Regions from separate parts of the Mus musculus genome. Here regions 2, 3, 4, 5 and 6 are each linked to region 1. The links are chromatin contacts, called in public capture Hi-C, promoter capture Hi-C and targeted proximity ligation maps. All regions are on one chromosome and are shown on one strand. The core of a region is the stretch at or near the end of the contact, and the rest is flanking DNA. Distances in the headings are between cores, read along the strand shown. Region 1 holds the start of Atad1 (ATPase family, AAA domain containing 1). Region 2 holds the start of Lipo3 (lipase, member O3). Region 3 has its middle 110 kb from the start of A1cf. Region 4 has its middle 66 kb from the start of Gm29998. Region 5 has its middle 8.9 kb from the start of Asah2. Region 6 has its middle 110 kb from the start of Mir3970.

Region 1 (2,818 bases), core at 224-2,723:
GGAATCCCAGGGATTTGTATTCAGTTTGCTTGCTTTGTCACGTGCTGGTGAGTTACCTAGTGTTTCTGCCATTGTTGATGTTGCTGCCTCTGGCCTCATCCACTGAGATCAGAATCCAGGTTCTTCCACAGACTAAAGACTAGTCGTGGCTCTCCAGGAATCCTTAAAGCCTTGTGGTCTTGTTGGACTGCTGAGGCATGTTACCTCCAGCACTGCGAAGCTACCAGGACAGCCATTGTTGGACCATTCAAGACTGTGCTGGGTAAACCAGTCTAAAATTAAAACAAAAAAACCAAACTCTTTTTAATATTGATTCATTCCATCTATTGTGTTCTTCTATCGAACTCCAGTAAAGTCCTTTAACAAGGAACTTTCCAGGCTCTGGCAGCACTTCTGGGCTGTGTCTCTCCACAGCTATTAACAACATCATTTACTAATATAACTGTCAGCAGAGGGAGGAAGCAGTGTGTTACTTATGTGGTCCAGGGTATAAAGCAATCCTCCTTGCATAGCCACCCCAAATGCTAGGAAAACAGGCATGTGACACCAATCCCAGCTTGGCTGTAGAATTCTTTAGCCTTAAAAGATAATCCTGAAAACAGAGCGAAACAAACTGCCTCCTCCAGGAATATAAAAAGGTCTTAAGAAGTCTGTCTTATTCCTTCATAGTCCCACTGCCTTTATTTGAAGTGATGATGCTCCTTTTGTTTATGGGCAGTGTGTCTACTTATTCTTGTTCCTTAGTAGTGTATATACATTCAGAAGGGGCTGGCTTTCAGATACGGTTCCTTGGAATCTTGGTGTCACGTCCCTCACTTCGCAAGAGGAAGGGGTTAAAAAAAAAAGTCATCAATATGCAAAACCTGTCACCAGATGCCCTATTCTGACCCAACTGCCAGACCTCCCTGGTCTGCCTGGCTGCTCAAGCGTTCAGTGGATTCTCAGGCGCCGCCTCCAGGTGTCATCAGTACAGAGATGGGGGAGGAGGGTGAGCTCACCCTAGAAACCGAAAGGCAGATGGTGAGGCCATGCGCGTCTGAGCAGCATCATGAGGACTTGCTGCGGGGATGGGGGGTGGTGGTGGTGGTGGAAGTTTATCAAACCAGGGAAGCATTTCTTTGCCTTCTGTAAAAGGCTCCTCTGTCAGGGTTGCGTACAGCTCCAGAGTAGCAAGGGATTTCATGTGTCAAGCGTCTTTCCCAATTCAGTTTCTGAGTCTCTCAAGTTGAACTCAGAGCCCTTTGGGGAGCACCCTGTTCATCCTATCTACCTTTCTGAATGTTATCGGCCCAGCGGGTACTAAGGTGTAGGTTGGGGAAAGTAGCTCGCCCCGCACTGCGTCGCCATGCCTTGGCTGGCACGCCACCGGCTCGGCAGGGATCGCGCATGCTCCGTGCGGTGGGGGGCGGGGCTCCAGCCCCCGGAAGCGTTCTCTCCCCGGCCGCGTTTCTTTCCTGTGCGAGGCCGGGCTACGGCTCTCCCATCGTCTCTGGTCCTGCCTCTGGGTGAGTAGCGGGTTCCCGCGGGGCCGGGCCAGGTGCGTCCCCCATCCCTCCCGGTCCCCCAGGGCCTGGCGCTCACCTGGGGAGACCAGCCCGGTAGTCACCTGCCTCCGCGTCGGTCACACTTGAGCGCCGCCCCGGATCCAGCGGATTAACCTCCAAGGGCGTCCGGGGCCTCGCCTTGGCGCCCGGCCGGGCGCGAGCCCTCAGGTCTCAGCGCTGGCGGGAGACTCCGGCTGCCCGCAAGGACATCTCTTGTAGGCGGCCTGGTCATTGGAGGATCGGGGGCGCTCAGGGCGACCTCAGGGCTAGGCTTGTAAGAAGGCGGCTGGAAGGAGCCGGTCCGCTCGTGCCGGCCCCTCTCCTCCTCCCTCTTTGTGCAAAGGCGGAGGTGTTTCTTCAGTGCTGGCCATGCTTTCCCAGAACATGCTGATGTTAATAATGACCTGCCCTCTCCGCGAAGCCTGGCAGGAATTCATTGTCACAGTCTGCGACTGTAGGGCCTTGATAGGCACAGAATTGCTGGGACTTTGAGTTGAGAGACCATTTGGAGCACACTGCAGTGACTTAGGGAATACTGCAGTAAAAACGTTAGTAGTTGCTCAGAGATAGGGTATCCACACTGAAACCAGAGCTAAACAGGAAAAGATTTAAAATGATATGCGTTTAAAGATAATTCTGAATTAACACCGGTCTAGTGGTGTTTCTTAGTGATATACAGCAATGTGTATATTTTGTTAAAATTAGCGTCTATGCAAAATTGAAATACATTCTCCACATTTGCAGCCAATTTGCAGATATATCAGTGCTTTATGAATGATAGATGGGTATGTACCTCATCTGTGGAGACTGTATAAAATATTTCCATTCACTGTCCACACAGCAGAACGTTTCCGTTTCATTTCAGGATTTCGAAGTCACTTTTGGATATGATGAGCAGTGGTCTTTTTTTTTTTTGTTTTGTTTTTGGTTTTGTTTTTTTGTTTTTTGAGATAAGTCTTCTCTGCGTAGCCCTGGCTGTCCTGGAACTCTGAAGACCAGGCTGGTCTCCAATTTGGAGATCTGCTTGCCTCTACGTCCCAGGTGCCAAGATTAAAGGTGTCAGCCACAGTTTTTGGAGTTCTTTATATATTCTGGATATTAATCCTCAGTCAGTCAGTTGACAAAGATATCCTCCCATTCTGTGGGCTACCTCTTCACTCAAATTTAGCTGCTGCTACCACCATCAACCTCTGCCTAGACCCAGAGTAGTCTTAAATCTGCCTAGAGTCAATGTTAATATTGGAATGGGAAGATATGTAAGCAAGAGATTTGTC
Region 2 (2,818 bases), core at 99-2,598, 880 kb before region 1:
GGGTGGCATTTCCCTAATTTCTTTCTCAAACTGTCTATCCTTTGAGTAGAGGAAAGCTACTGATTTAAGTTAATTTTATATTCAGCCACTTTGGTCAAGTTGTTTATCAGCTGGAGGAGTTCTTTGGTCGAACTTTGAGCTTTGTAATGTTTGACTTTTTTAGTGGACAAATGTTAAAGTTTATTGCAAATGCAACCACTGAATACAGTCATACAAATTTTACAGGGAATAGAAGAGAATAAGAATTACAATGCCGTTGATAGTCCAGAAGGCCTAAGTAATTTACATTGCTGATAGTGAGTATGGTATCTTGGTATCATAAAGCTTTTTCATTTCAATATATCATTATTATATTCATAATTATTGTATCTAGTCCTTAAGCCATGACTTTCCATTGAAATTTAACCTCTATTTCACAAACTATTTTCTACTAAAAGATTTATTTTTTCTTTACTAAATTGAAGTCCTGATATTAAGTAATTCAGTAAAACTCAGAAACAAACAAAGATCAAAACAAGTCTCACTCTAGAACAGGGAATAATATCACTTGGCTCTATCTCTTTCATGTTGGAGTTATTAATTTGACTTGAAAATGTGTGATTTTTAAAACATTGTAGATTTAATAGCACTGTAATCAATATCTCTATAGCCAGTAGTAAGGAGACTGAAAACATTTCATGTTTATTATCAGAGTATGTGCTTTGAAAAATATGCAGTTTAGAAGATTTAAGCACACGTGGTAGTTTTAATAAGAATGACATCTTTAAGATCATATAGTTGAATGCTTAATCACTAGGGAGTACAATTGGCAATTGGTTCTAATACTTTGTCTTAATTCTCTCCCAAAAGCAGCACTTTATGACACTGAGAGTCACTGCCTCCAGCTGGCTTTAATTGGTAAGAAAGAGTTGCTATATAGACAATAGCTGGGAAGGGAGATAGAGGCTGAACTTTTAGGTTTGCAGGTTTTTTAATGGTTCCTATTTTTCATTTTTTTTTTTTTTTAACTTCTTAGGACAAAGTTGATGACAGGGCAATGGTCATGGCAGATTCCATTTCACAGAATATTCCTTCGTTCATAGTGATCCCATTTTGACACAGAAGTTGGTATTTGTGGACATGGTAAGTGAGACAAAATTTTCTGGTGAACCAAGTACCTGCATTCTTCACAACTTTGGAAAGGAGGTATTATTTTCCACATTTTGCGGTCACTGAGGAGCCAATGTCAGGAAGGACACATAATTTGTAGTCTCTCAGGCTGTATAACAACGACAGAAATGTCTCTCTGATTTCAAAACCCTCTGTCACCTGAAGTGGCCTATAAAACCCCAAAAGAAATCCAGCTGCGGCTTTGCTGCTGACTCCTCTCACTCACTTCAGTCATCCTCAAGAGGCCAACTGGCGGTGACTTCCTGATTTATCCTCCAGGGGACGATGGGATTGGGGCTCGCCCAGTAAGTAAGCTGCTCGGTGGAGGCCTGGGCAGAACGTCCCCTGGGCCTCAGTCACCCCTGCGGGGTTCTCCGCGCTCTCAGGAGCAGACGTCCCGCGCAGGGCACCGCCCTGCCTGACCCAGGCGGGGACACAGTGGTAGAGTGGGACGGCGAGGCTCCGCGCCTCTGTCAGCGGCCTAGCTGAAGGCCCGCCGCCATGTCCCGGGTACTGGTTGTGGGCGCCGGGCTAACCGGAAGTCTGTGTGCCGCGCTGCTGAGGAAGGAAACAACCGCCCCCCTGTACCTCGGCCTGTGAGACAAGGGTGGGGACACAGGTGAGTTGTTAGGACAACCAGAGGGTGACAGGCCTCTCCTTGGTGAAGTAGGCGGGCCACCCAGTCGCTCTGAGAGAAAAGCCCAGTCAGTGGGGGCTTCTCCGGGGAGGACCGCCTCTGCGCGCTCTCCTTGTGAGAGCTGTCACGTGACTGGAGGCTGCTGCTCCGGGGAGGCGGCTTCTGGTGCAGAGAGGACTGGACCCGGAGCCCTGCCCAGGGAGGCTTGTGCCTGGCAAGCATCAGCCCATGGGAGCCCTGTGGGCTAAGCTGCTCTGTACCATCGAAGCTTTCTCCAGGATGCAGATCCCCAAATCCACCTGGACTAAGACTTTCTAGTCATCTAGAATAAGAGGCCTTCTTGTACATCCTGACTGAATAACCTTTTATATTCATTGTGGCGTTCCATCCATTTAGTTTTAGTCATTCATTACTTCGTTCATTTTTTCAGATTAACACAATATGTACTAATGACTAATTGTAAAGCAATGCTGTATTATTCATGAGTTTCTTCAAATTAAAAACAAAAGCAAAAACAGGACCAAATACCCGGGACAATGAGCGATATAAAGTCTTTAGCTACTTTAATGAGTTTAATGTTTTTGGACAAAGACAATAATAAATAAAGCAACCAAGCTAGGGTGAGTTGTATAATTTCAAGAAGTTCATTTATGGCTGACAGTTGCTTATGAATGACTAGTGCCAACAGTCCTCATGGTCCCAAATGCACAGTTAACTGGTAGCTCAGTACATCACCTGCTCTCATTATGTCAAAGAGCACCAAAAGTAAGTTAGTCACCACAAGTTTTAGTAGATACATATATGGTGTAAAATGACACAAATCATCCATTGTAAAACATTTTAAACTTTGCCTCTTATGACAATGACATGTTTATATTGTCCTTATGAAAGTTGGATGAGATTGTATATGGAACAAGAAAAAGGGAGCCCAATAACATGTAGTTAGTTGCTGATGTGGAAGATGGCATGTAGTAATGAAAGTCAGTATTTTTTTTATATTTTTTTAATTAGGTATTTTCTTTATTTATATTT
Region 3 (2,818 bases), core at 139-2,638, 740 kb after region 1:
CACAGAGTAAAGAATGGGTATTAAAAGCAGCAAGAAAGAAAGGTCAAGTCACTTATAAGGATAGGTCCACCTTCTACCATGCCTGGTAGTGAGAGCATCCAGACTGGGGGGCTGTGTATATGGTGGTAGGCTTTCCTCCATCTGAGAGCCTGGGTCAGATCAATCAGTTCTGTTCTATGGGCTTGAGCCAGGGAGTTCTCACACCAGAGAAAGCCATTGTTAATACAGGGAAGCAGAACTGACAAACACACAGAAACACACACACACACACACACACACACACACACACACACAGAGAGAGAGAGAGAGAGAGAGAGAGAGAGAGAGAGAGAATAAAGACAACCAGGGGTGGCCATGTTTATAACCTGAACAGACAGAAGGATCCAGAGACATCTTAGTTCCTGGACACTGGATCAGCAGCCAAGTCTGACCTCTCCTTTATGTCCAAACAGAAGGCATCTTAACCAGACTTACCCTTGGAGGTGACAGACCAGGCAACTTTCTAATTTGTTTCCTTTGGAATGGAGGTGTCATTTCAAAGGTGCCTTTGAAGCATTAGGCAGCAATTGACCCTAGAAGTTCCCTGATCACCATACTCTTCCTTGCTCCAATGGCCTCTGAGAACCCCAATATCTTGAGGTCTAGAGCTTGGGACTTCAATGCGACCCCCAGAATTCTTCTTTTCTCATTTGTGAGTGTTTAAGCACAAAAGCCATGCTCTGCATTGACATACTTCAGTTAACAAAAACAGGCAGAAGCAGCACTGTAGAAGCTACAGAGCAAGGTTAGTACATTTTGAGGCTTTCCCAGAACTATGAACATATATGGATTGTTTTTTGGTTTTAGTTTTGGCATGTGGCACTGTCTATGTGCTGAGTTTTATGGCCTGAATGGTGCTTCCATCATGGAATCAGTTGTGCTAAGGTCTGGGCCTCTGTTCCATTTCGAGATGCCCAGTGCTCCCTATTGCTTCATGGTCTTGTCACTGGAGAGAAATTGGACATGTGCATATTTCACAAGGAAGGAAATAAGAACAGCCTGGTGCTTCAACTGCAGTGAAAATGACAGCGGTTGATTTAATTTCTCTGAATTTTATTTTATTCATTTTATACCGGAAATCATGGTTCCTTAAAACATTAACATTTTTGCTCATTGAGAAAAATTAAAATTTTTATTAACCACGAATTACTGTGCTGGTTAGTTTTTGCCCACTAGACACAAACTAGAGTCCCCTGGGAAGAGGGAGCCTCAGCTGAGGAATTGCCTCCCTTAGCCTGGCCTACAGGCTTGACTGATGATTGATGGAGCAGGGTCACTCTTGGCAGCAGCATCTCTGGGCAGGCAGATGTAAATTCTGTAAGAAAGCAGGTTGAGCAGGCAGAGGAAGGAATCCAGGAAGTAAAGCCTCCTCTCTCTGCTTCCTCCCTCTCCCCACTTCCTGTTCAAGGGTGAGCCAGATTAACCCTTTCCTCCCTCAGTCACTTTTTAGTGGCCATTTTATCACAACAGAAGCACTAACTAGACAATCACTTTCTAGTTCATTGAACTCGGGTTTTGAATAAAAGTAAGAAAAAATTATCTGCTTTTCAGTTCTAAAGAAATTTAGAAAATTTCTCCTTTCCCCAGTACCTATAGGGTTTCATTGTTTGCTTTCAGAAATCAGTGATGGACTGTAGCCTGGGGTTGCTAGCTAAACTAAACACTCCCTCCTAGAAGTTGCTTTTCTGTCAGGATATTTTATCATGGTAACAGAAATGAACCTAGACCAATGAGATTGTTCTGTTTTGTGGTGTGTGCGCATGTGCACACATGCGTGCACATGTGTGCATGAGTGTGTATGTGTGTGTGTTTATAGTATTTGTTAATTATTGGTAACAATATTATATTCATTTTTACAGAGAGATTTACTGAATTTAAACCCCTGCTTCTTTGTCTATACTTTCTTAGATCTCAGGTGTGTTGCCTGATCTTGTTTTCTTGGAGTTCTGTTCTGAAACCATCTGGGTGTGGTGACTTCAATTTATTTCATTTCATTTCATTTCATTTCATTTCATTTCATTTCATTTCATTTCATTTTTCACTTCTGAGAAAGCTCTTCTGTGATTCTTCTCTATTTACCTATAGATATTTAGTATATATAGTATTTAGTCTCGCCATCTCTACTATTTGTGAAGAAATTATTTTCTAGACCATCTTATTTAAGTTGTCATTTTTGAATGGTAGGCTGTATACTGTATATTTTAGGTATTTTTCATTTTCTGTAGTTTGTAGATGATCTACATTTGTCATCCCCTCTGGGTGGCCTGCTCTTTCCACCAACCCCTTACCATTTAGCTAAGTGACCCCTGCTCAGAGAACCACCTCACCTAACATAGCTTCTTTTCCCTTTTTTCCATTTTTTTTTGTGCCAACTCTCTTCCTGGCAACTCACTCTCTTATAATGTAGACCTATGGAGTCCTCTCATATTTTGATTGGAAGCGTAACCTTTAATGGCTGAGCCATCTCTCCAGCCTGAGTCAGCTATGTGTTAGCCATTCTGGCCCCAGTGCCTAAATGTGATCTGATTGGTAGCATTTCTCTGTAATAACTATTAAAATGAATACAAACCCAAGTATCCCCTGCTGCAGACCCTCTGGGTCCCTTTGTCTGCGTGGAAAGGGTCTCTAGTCACAGGTGGGCAAGGAGTCGGCGGGAATGACAGACAGATGCACACAGGAAATTGTGTAGAATCTGAATGTATTGTCACAAAGTGAACACCAGTCTTGTATAGGACAGAAAATAAAGGGGGTAGGAAGTCACAGCAGGCAAAGTACATTG
Region 4 (2,818 bases), core at 209-2,708, 610 kb before region 1:
GACAGGATAAGAGACCTAATAATAAAAGGCTTCCAAATAGTGCTTACTTATCGGATAGAGAGCTTTCAGGATTAAAATTCCGAGTTTCAAAAGACGATGACTCATTTTGCAGCTGCAACTGTTAAACCATTAACTGATTAACCTCTCTCACTATTGACTGTTTACCGTATTTTAAAGTTGCAGAAATACCCAGTTAATCCCACAGTTATCAATTGTAATGACATTAGATTTACATATAATCACAGCTCAAAATCATGCTTGTGGCTTTAATAAGTGGTTACATTCTTTTATCAGTGGATTTAGTTTCCCAGCAGCTGATAATTTTGAACACTTGATGTGTGCTGCATTGAAATTAAATATTCATGATGATCTTTTGAAGTTTACATTGGAAAGTGCTTCAAAAACTATCAGTATATCAAATTATAATGTATTGCTTCTCTTTTAAGAAATGTGATAATAGTAATCTTTTGTGAATTTTGGTCTTTACAATTTCTTTGTGGTGCAGATGTTAGCAACATGGGACAGCTAAGAATTGCTTTCTGATAAAGATGTGCGAAATTGTCAGCCATGAATCATGAGCTTTGAATATGGAGAGAGTGCCTTGTACACCAGGATAATTTTCAATGACAGATGATTGTAAAAGGATAGGTATATGACTTTTATTAACATTAACCTACCTGAACACTGTCTTATGGATTGGTTTGCTGCTGATTAAACTCTTTTAGGGATGTCATTTGAGACTGTCTGTTTTGTATTTCCCAGTTGATTGTTTTAATTGCCAAGAACATTATTCAGAGAAAATTAATATAAAGATTGATATGTGAGTGAGTGAGTGAGTGAGTGAGAGAGAGAGAGAGAGAGAGAGAGAGAGGGTGTGTGTGTGTGTGTGTGTGTGTGTGTGTGTGTGTGTGTGTGGTGTACTTTGGGGTAAGTAGGACTACAGACTATTCATTCATATTTCATATTTCACCTCGAAGTACTTAAATTTGACTGATGGTTAACAGTAAACACATAATTATTATTTCATGCAACTTGGCCACTGGCAGTGATTTTCATGGTGGTAATTTAACAGCTGAGGATGAAAGTCAAGATTCATCATCAAGGATACAGAGCCTTAAAAGCATGTGGTTTGTGGTGCTATAAACTCTTTCTGTGTCTGCTGTGTAGTAAGGAAAAACCAGAAGTACAATTCCATTTTGTTCTGTTTTAAAGGAGTCCCTCTGTAGTCCAGACTGGCTTAGAACTCACTATGTAGCTCACATGGGCCTTAAACTTGGACAAATCTTTCTATTTAGCCTCCAGACTGTTGGGATTGAAGGTGTGAGCCACCACACCCAATTTTTCATACTTCTCATTTTTCTTTAAAATTTAGTTAAATATGATCATATCACACACACACACACACACCTTTCCTCCCTTCAGCCTCTCCCATACCAGTCCCTATTCTCTCTCAATTCATGGCCTTGTGTGGGTAAATATATAAATGCAACCTGCTGAGTTCAGTTAGTATTACTTGTGTATATGATTTCAGGAATGATTACTTGGTATTGGAAAGCCATTCAGCACTTATTCTTGGGGAAGACTAATTCTCCCGTCTCTCAGAAGTCTTGAGTTTTACTTTCGTTATTCATTTTTTTTTTTTTTGAGATCATAATTGCATCATCTCTCCCTCCCCTTTCCTTTTCCTCTCTGAAAATCCTCTCATTTACCCCTTCTTGCTCTCTTTCAAATTCATGGTCTTTTTTTTCCTATGTATATTTGAACATAATCATATATGTACATAAGCACATAACATTATACTGAGCAAGTTGTATTTACACTTTTAGGAATGCTGGTGACCAGCCCAGGATCATGGGGTTTTTTTTCACAGGAAAGGCAGCAATGGAGTATGTAGTCAGCTGTTAGGGCCAAAGCTGCATTATTTTTGGTGATTCTTCTGTCTATAACTCTTTTACTAACTCCTGCTGGCAATGGGCAGAGGATTAAGAAGGGGGAAAAAAAAAAAAAAGCTTAATTGCTAGGGTTCTTTTCTCTCTAGCTCAAGGACCTCTCTAGCTGACCAGGCTATAGGCTTAAAACTCATTAACTCTTGATGAACCAGGGAGAAAGGAAAAGAAAAGCAAAAAAAAAAAAAAATGAAAGAAAAGAGAAAATTCACGCATGCAGAAAACACTCACTCTGGATGAAGCTGAAGAAAATTGCACCTACATTTTATTGTTCATAGTTCTTGTACGTTGTCAAGATAAATGATCACTCGGTTTCCTAAACGTCTTCACTTTCTTACGTTCAAGACAATAGCTCATGACATAAAATGGCAAAGAATTACAGCAAAAATGTTTACATCTTTCCATTAAGACTAGTACCTGACTAAATATTCATTATCTAGCTCCTAGAGCCATAAGTTCATTATAAGTTTAAGGCAATAATTTTTATGTCATAAGTCAGCATGGTTTTGTCAATAGACAAAACATCTGCCTAATGTCTTATTATTTTGAGGTTTTATATTTATATATATACATATATATACAGAATATATATATATATGTATATATATATGTGTGTGTGTGTGTGTGTGTGTGTGTGTGTGAGTCAATATTTTATTATCTGTTCTTGCACTACACTAAATTGTCCATTCCCAGTTAATGACTTTTAGTTACCAGATAATGGTCTCACAGCTAACCTAGAAGGAACGTTTTTTTCCTGACTGTAAATTTATTCCAAGCCTGCTTTCTTATCCTAGTGCAAATAGACCATGATGCATGAAGTTTTCAGAGCCCTATTTGCAGCTTTTATAGGGCTTGAAGTTACTTGTATAAAT
Region 5 (2,818 bases), core at 156-2,655, 600 kb after region 1:
GGAGGAGGAGGAGGAGGAGAGCTGAAGGGAGGAATACATCCAGAAGTCCTTGTCCTACAAGACATTGTGCCCAACAACGGCAGAGGTGGTTGAGACATGGTGGACAGGGGTGGGAGTGGTTGGGGGTAGGGATAGAAAGCATTCTTTCTTCAGAAGAGAAAATGTCAGTGTGTTCAGCACACACAGCCCCCACGTGCTGTGAACACTCGTCCAAGCCCAAAGCCAAACAAAAGTGAAAAGGAGACAAGGAGGTTTCTGAAGTATCACTTTCACACATGGCAAGAATAGAAAATTGAGCTTGCCATACGTCTGGGACAGCAAAACGATCGCCAAAATGCAAGTTGTTCAATGCTGAATCACCACTGAAAACCAGAAGAAATGGTGGATTGCCCCTGCCCTTAGAGACTCCATTACTTCTCTTAGACAAAAATGAGGAACTTTTCTGTACAAACTTTACCTCGTTCCATTTTGTTATGAGATATCTAAGTTTTATACTGAAAGCCTGTATACCCATATAGAGTCTCTACCATTATTTTATTCTACTTGGTTTCCACAGATCAATCATTTCTGTTTCTCTTTATCAATTAGACTAGATAAAGGTGCCGGTTTGCTTCTCCCTCAATGACAATAGGCATATCTGCCAGAGTCCAGCCCCAGCAGGGTTCAAAACACGAAGCAGGACATGTAGAATAGGCCAAAGGAGGCTTGGACCAAGAAGAGCCACTCACACACCCTAGCAGTGAGACCGCTCAGGCCGCCTTTATTTATAGACCTGCTTCTTCACAGCTGAAAACATTTTACATCCATTTTCCCATTTTCTTATGTACAGTCGCTTTTAAGAACTCCCTGTGCTTACCAATAACGTGCACACAATATTTTCCCCTTCCTTCTCTCCCCAGTCTCTGTGGTTTCCTGCTAACCATGAACTGTATCAAGAAAGAGGAAACATAGCTTCAGCAAGCAGTTAATAATATCTAACCCAGTACATAGGTAAATAACCAAGTGACCATGGTTGGTAGTAATTGTGGTTACAGTATACAGAGGTGATAGACGACATAGCCAGGAAATTCTGAGTTAATTATTGGCACCTAGCATCTCTCCATAGCCTCATCAGGAGATCTAATTCCTTTAAAGCTCAGCAAATTTGTAACTTGAGTCAGTTCCTCATTCTTGCCTGGCTCACCTCTGAATGTTCCCATTAAGTCTTGGAACCAACAACGCAGCAAGACCACCCTAACTTTTTGGTAATCACCTAACTGCTGTTTGAAATATGTTGGTGGGCAAATTGTTGTCAGAACTAAGTTCCCATCAGAAGAAAGAAAGCATCCAGATGTTAGCTGTTGTTCCCAGTCCAGGGCCTTGTGTTGACTCAACCTTACCTTCATGGTTGATCTGTTCCCCTCCCACAATCCTCAGAGAAAAACAAGAACAAGTCATAGTCCAAGCTTTCTTTTTCTGTTTCTGAGGAAACATCTGTAAAAGACAAAGTGAAAGTAAAGACTTCCCATAGCAAAGTCAAAAATGCAAACACAAGGCAAAAGTGAACCAAGCATTCCCCCCGGGAAAGGGGGGGGGGGTCTGCACGAATATTCCCACAGGTCCTTGTTACATGCGGACCTGACTCCTCAGGCCTTGCCATACAGAGAGCAGTCTGCATTCGACTCATGCACCGTTCCCAGCAGAGGCTAGGTCATCTCCACAGACTCCTCAACTAAAATTCAGAACTTGTTCATACGTTTATCTTTTGAGTTAAGACTTACTGGCTGTGTTGGTTCGTGTATTAAAGACACCTTACGGTGGGTGCCGAAATGTGTTCATATCTCACTAAGGAATGAAGACAAACTTCCTCCTGGAATACTTTGACCAAAAAGCCAGCTCAAAATCGAATTCTTCATTTTTCCTCCCTGTGTCTTCTGTCTGTCTGTAGATTGTTTCTGGCCTGTCTGTTGTCAGTTGTATGTGCCTGATCTGCTCCTATTGCCTTTCCATTCCATCCTATATCCCTACTTGGCCCTAACACAGGGCTTTCCTCTCCACTTCTTGAACAGCACAGAAAGCGTGTTATAGGAAAGGAACAAGGGATTGATTCCTCAGAGAAAGCTTTAGCAGAGTTATACTAGGGGAGAAGCTACCTCACTGACATAACTTTCCTGGAATAATACTCAAAGCTTCACAGATGTTATCAGCCGCATCTACATGTTGCTTCCAACATTTATGGGATATTTGTCCTGTTTATAGATGCTTTTTACACTGTTGGGCTCTTTGAGCAAAAGCTTACCACAACACACACACACACACACACACACACACACACACACACACAGACACACACACACACACACACACAGACACACATTATTCTACATTAGGGGCATGGAAAGAATACATAACTTAAAATTAAAGCTGTGCCTTTAGATTTTATTATGAAGGCTGATTGCCTGAGAAATCTAAGAGGTAGTAAGTATGTATGGAAGTAATAAGGTAAAACTTAAACGGGTCGCATACACAGCACAACCTCAGGCGAAGTACACGCATAGTCTTAAATGACCTTGAGGCATATGATTAACTTGGCTGCAAGGCTCTGGTAGTGATGCAGGGCTCTGTAGTGATATAGATAATAAAGCTTTTGTGTCTGGCTTTATAGGGAAATGTCTCAGCAAAGCCTTTGCTATGTTGGGTTGGGTAATCAGTAGAGGCTGAAAAATTGTTTTGAGACTGTTTGAACCTTAAAGAAGTGTTGTCTCCCTGGAAAATCTGCACTTGGTGCTACGGGAGAGCTTGCAGCTGCACCAGCCTTAGTCGTCCTGGCAAACCTGGA
Region 6 (2,818 bases), core at 119-2,618, 550 kb before region 1:
TATTGTGCTCTATTAGGCTCAGGACTGGAGGTTTGAATCAACTCTGCCATTATAATTTCCCATATAGCTCTAGATCTTTCTTTCCATGTAGTAAATTTAGAATTTGAATGAGTCCACTGTAAGAGAATTTCCAACTCTGACATGTCCTGATTTCATACATGCTTCAAGAAATATCAGTACTATGTATATAAATCTCCTTGCATTTTTATTTTTATTTTGTATTTGCTTGGTTAGTGTTTTATTTTGAGACAAGGTCTCACTGTGTAGCCCTGGCTAGCATGGAGCTCACCAGATAGGCCAGGCTGACATGGAACTCACAGAGATCCACTGAGGGCTGGACTAAAGGCATGTGCCATCAACCTTTGTTCAGCCAGAAGTTGACCCTAACTGTGCACACACCTTTCTTAAAGTCTTTGTTGTTTAAATGGGTCTAGAAACCATCTGAACTCACAAAAATATTTTTGCCATCTATAAATCATGAGGACAGATAATCTTTTTTATTAGTTTCAGAATCAAAAACTGCTCTGAGAAAAACCTAAATACATAAATAGGCTTTGTACTGCTTGGTAATCACCTGCAACTGTGGAGCCTATAATTACAGCAGTAACTAGGAGCTTAAGTTAAGTGGCAGCAGTGACACCCAGAGAGCCTTTAGCTCCACTTTGCTCCTGGCTCTACAGGCAATCAGGCTGTGAGATTCATTGACAGGAACCATGGCAACAGTAACTACCTATTTGTTTTATGTTTGAAAGACTTTGAAGTTGGGCGTTGTTTCTTTCATGTTAAAATGGCTTTGATATGCAAGAAAGTGAAAATAAAATAAACCACAGCAAGGAGAAAAACTACCGTGTTGACAGAGTATATGTTGGATTGATCTATCTTTATCAATATTAGCTCACTAATGAGAATAGAGTCTCCCAGTGATCGGACAAAAAATTGTTATAACTTACAAAAAAAGAAAGAATTTATTATGAGAATATGACTATGTGTATCACTGCTCCCAGGAGTGCACAAAAGGAGACTCAAGGATGGATTTCAGAATGGGTAGAAACTGAGGGACCTATGATTACCTGCCAACCCCACAGTGTTCTAGGGAGGAGACAAAGATGGGATCTGTCCATTTCTACTTCTGAGCTACAAAACATACAGTCTTAACTGTCAGATCCAAAGGAATCGTGAATCTCCCAAGCCCCCAAAGGCAGTCCAAATATCCAGAAATGAGCTCAATCAAAACTATAGGAGGAATTCTGATAGATAAAGGCCAACATTCCTCAGGAACCTCTGAAGTTGTTCACCCTCTACCAAAAGGAGTCACCTCTTACCTCTAGCAAAAGGGAGTGTGGCTACCTATGGTGTCTATTAGCATATCAAAGCTCATGTGGGCCTCCAGGCTCCAGCAGGATCACAAATTACACCTTTCAAAGTCTGTGTTAGCATCCTAGCTTACTCACATTCTCCCCACTCTACCTCCCTCCAGCTTACCGGGTTCCCTCCCCACAGCTACACTTTATCCTTATAAGCTGCTATTTTCACTATGATCTGTCTATGCTCTGCTCTTGCTTTTCTCACTATGGATTCTCTGTTCTCTATAGCTTGCTCTTCTTCCCTCTCTCACAGGCAGCCCTGGCCATGTCTAGTCTGCTGACCATGCTCAGTCTACTTCTTTTTGCCTCTTCTCTGAACTCTCCCAGCTGCCTCTAGCTGTTATCTCTCCCTTATCTACATTAAAAACCTTCCACCTAACCATACCAAGGAGCGGTCATGTCATGAGTCTATATGTTCACCACAATTTATCTTCTGCTATCAGTAATAAACAAATCCTCCTAGGGGGTATTTGAATGACAGAACAGATGTTAGGCTCCAGAATATTGACAAATGACCCATAAATAAGCTATGAGGTCATCATTAATTAGTAGCACACATTTCTATTTAAAATTATTTAAATAAGGAGCTGGAGAGATGGCTCAACAATTAAGACCCTTTGCTACAACCACAAAGGAGACCAAATTCACTTCTCATCACCCACATAAGGTGGCTCACCACTATCTGTACCTCCAGGCAACCTAATGCCCTCTTCTGGCCTCCATATCCACAGGCGTGAACATATATGCACATAAACATTTCAGAAGGCTTTCTCACACATCTTGTTGCTGAGACTGGACCTCAGGAGAATCTGTAACCACCAGGAATGATATTTTCATGATTGAATTGGACTTAATTATATCTTTTCTCAATCTCTGAAAGCCACAAGCAAGTTTACCTTTTATAACCTCATATCGACGTTAATGGGATGCTGTAGTAGATATAAGTTTTATTAGAAAGTAGGGTGTGGGAATAAGTGGAATGCCTTTTAATGGTCTCCATGACAGTCTAGATCTGGTAATCCTTCACAGAAAACTTCTCCACTGGGTGTCTGAGTTGTGTTTCCATATAAAATGCAAATATTAGTAACAATAACCATAGTCATTCTTATTATAAAATAAATGTCTAGGTTTAAATAAATTATTTTCAGCTATAAATTTAGCTTAGCTTGATGCCTTTCTGTTTTGAGCTTTAAAATCAATCTCTTATTGCTTTTTTCTACATCAAAATGTTAATGAAAATTTGGAGAGACAGGCAAGACATTACAACCTCCCTCATGCAGATCGATGCTTTGTCATGCTGGTCACAGAAGGACAGCTAACAGTAGTCTCACCCAGATCCTTGTTATAAAGGAGAACACTTAAATATCTTACTGAAAGCAAGTGTTTTCTCAGACAGGACCTAATATGCAATTCTTACTCTTGTTTGTGAAGTTGTTTAGAGTTTTAAATTATAC

What was found. Promoter capture Hi-C pulls out the DNA fragments that hold promoters and counts their contacts. Capture Hi-C pulls out chosen DNA fragments and counts their contacts.
Region 2: a contact with region 1 is called in a capture Hi-C map of macrophages, with 4 times the contacts expected there. A contact is called at or near these places in 1 of 130 datasets of targeted methods (large pre-B cells) and 1 of 9 other capture datasets (macrophages).
Region 3: a targeted proximity ligation map of bone marrow-derived macrophages shows a contact between it and region 1, with 6 times the contacts expected there. A contact is called at or near these places in 5 of 39 promoter capture datasets (the 3T3-L1 cell line, cranial neural crest, hippocampal neurons and 2 more), 5 of 484 Hi-C or Micro-C datasets (the Ba/F3 cell line, CD4 T cells and the G1E-ER4 cell line), 14 of 130 datasets of targeted methods (the NIH/3T3 cell line, T-cell acute lymphoblastic leukemia, astrocytes and 11 more) and 1 of 9 other capture datasets (embryonic stem cells).
Region 4: a targeted proximity ligation map of the SCID.adh cell line shows a contact between it and region 1, with 12 times the contacts expected there. A contact is called at or near these places in 7 of 39 promoter capture datasets (the C10 cell line, cranial neural crest, frontonasal cranial neural crest and 4 more), 1 of 484 Hi-C or Micro-C datasets (bone marrow-derived macrophages), 21 of 130 datasets of targeted methods (the 230-238 cell line, the NIH/3T3 cell line, the SCID.adh cell line and 16 more) and 1 of 9 other capture datasets (embryonic stem cells).
Region 5: a contact with region 1 is called in a promoter capture Hi-C map of pre-B cells, with 4 times the contacts expected there. A contact is called at or near these places in 2 of 39 promoter capture datasets (liver and pre-B cells) and 5 of 130 datasets of targeted methods (bone marrow-derived macrophages, embryonic hindbrain, embryonic stem cells and 2 more).
Region 6: a targeted proximity ligation map of epiblast stem cells shows a contact between it and region 1, with 14 times the contacts expected there. A contact is called at or near these places in 10 of 39 promoter capture datasets (the C10 cell line, the HPC-7 cell line, cranial neural crest and 7 more), 2 of 484 Hi-C or Micro-C datasets (CD4 T cells and bone marrow-derived macrophages), 38 of 130 datasets of targeted methods (the 230-238 cell line, DN3 thymocytes, the NIH/3T3 cell line and 24 more) and 1 of 9 other capture datasets (embryonic stem cells).

Annotation. Positions count from the first base shown.
Region 1 is chr19:32,710,953-32,713,770 of GRCm38.p6, reverse strand. It overlaps Atad1 (ATPase family, AAA domain containing 1), which reads left to right and starts at 1,473. Exons shown (of 10, transcript NM_026487.3): 1 at 1,473-1,505.
Region 2 is chr19:33,588,841-33,591,658 of GRCm38.p6, reverse strand. Lipo3 (lipase, member O3) reads left to right here and starts at 1,348. Exons shown (of 11, transcript NM_001013770.4): 1 at 1,348-1,768.
Region 3 is chr19:31,974,636-31,977,453 of GRCm38.p6, reverse strand. No RefSeq gene overlaps it. Among named protein-coding and RNA genes, the nearest start is that of A1cf, 110 kb to the right of the region's middle.
Region 4 is chr19:33,324,286-33,327,103 of GRCm38.p6, reverse strand. It overlaps the pseudogene Rnls. Among named protein-coding and RNA genes, the nearest start is that of Gm29998, 66 kb to the left of the region's middle.
Region 5 is chr19:32,110,653-32,113,470 of GRCm38.p6, reverse strand. No RefSeq gene overlaps it. Among named protein-coding and RNA genes, the nearest start is that of Asah2, 8.9 kb to the right of the region's middle.
Region 6 is chr19:33,263,336-33,266,153 of GRCm38.p6, reverse strand. It overlaps the pseudogene Rnls. Among named protein-coding and RNA genes, the nearest start is that of Mir3970, 110 kb to the right of the region's middle.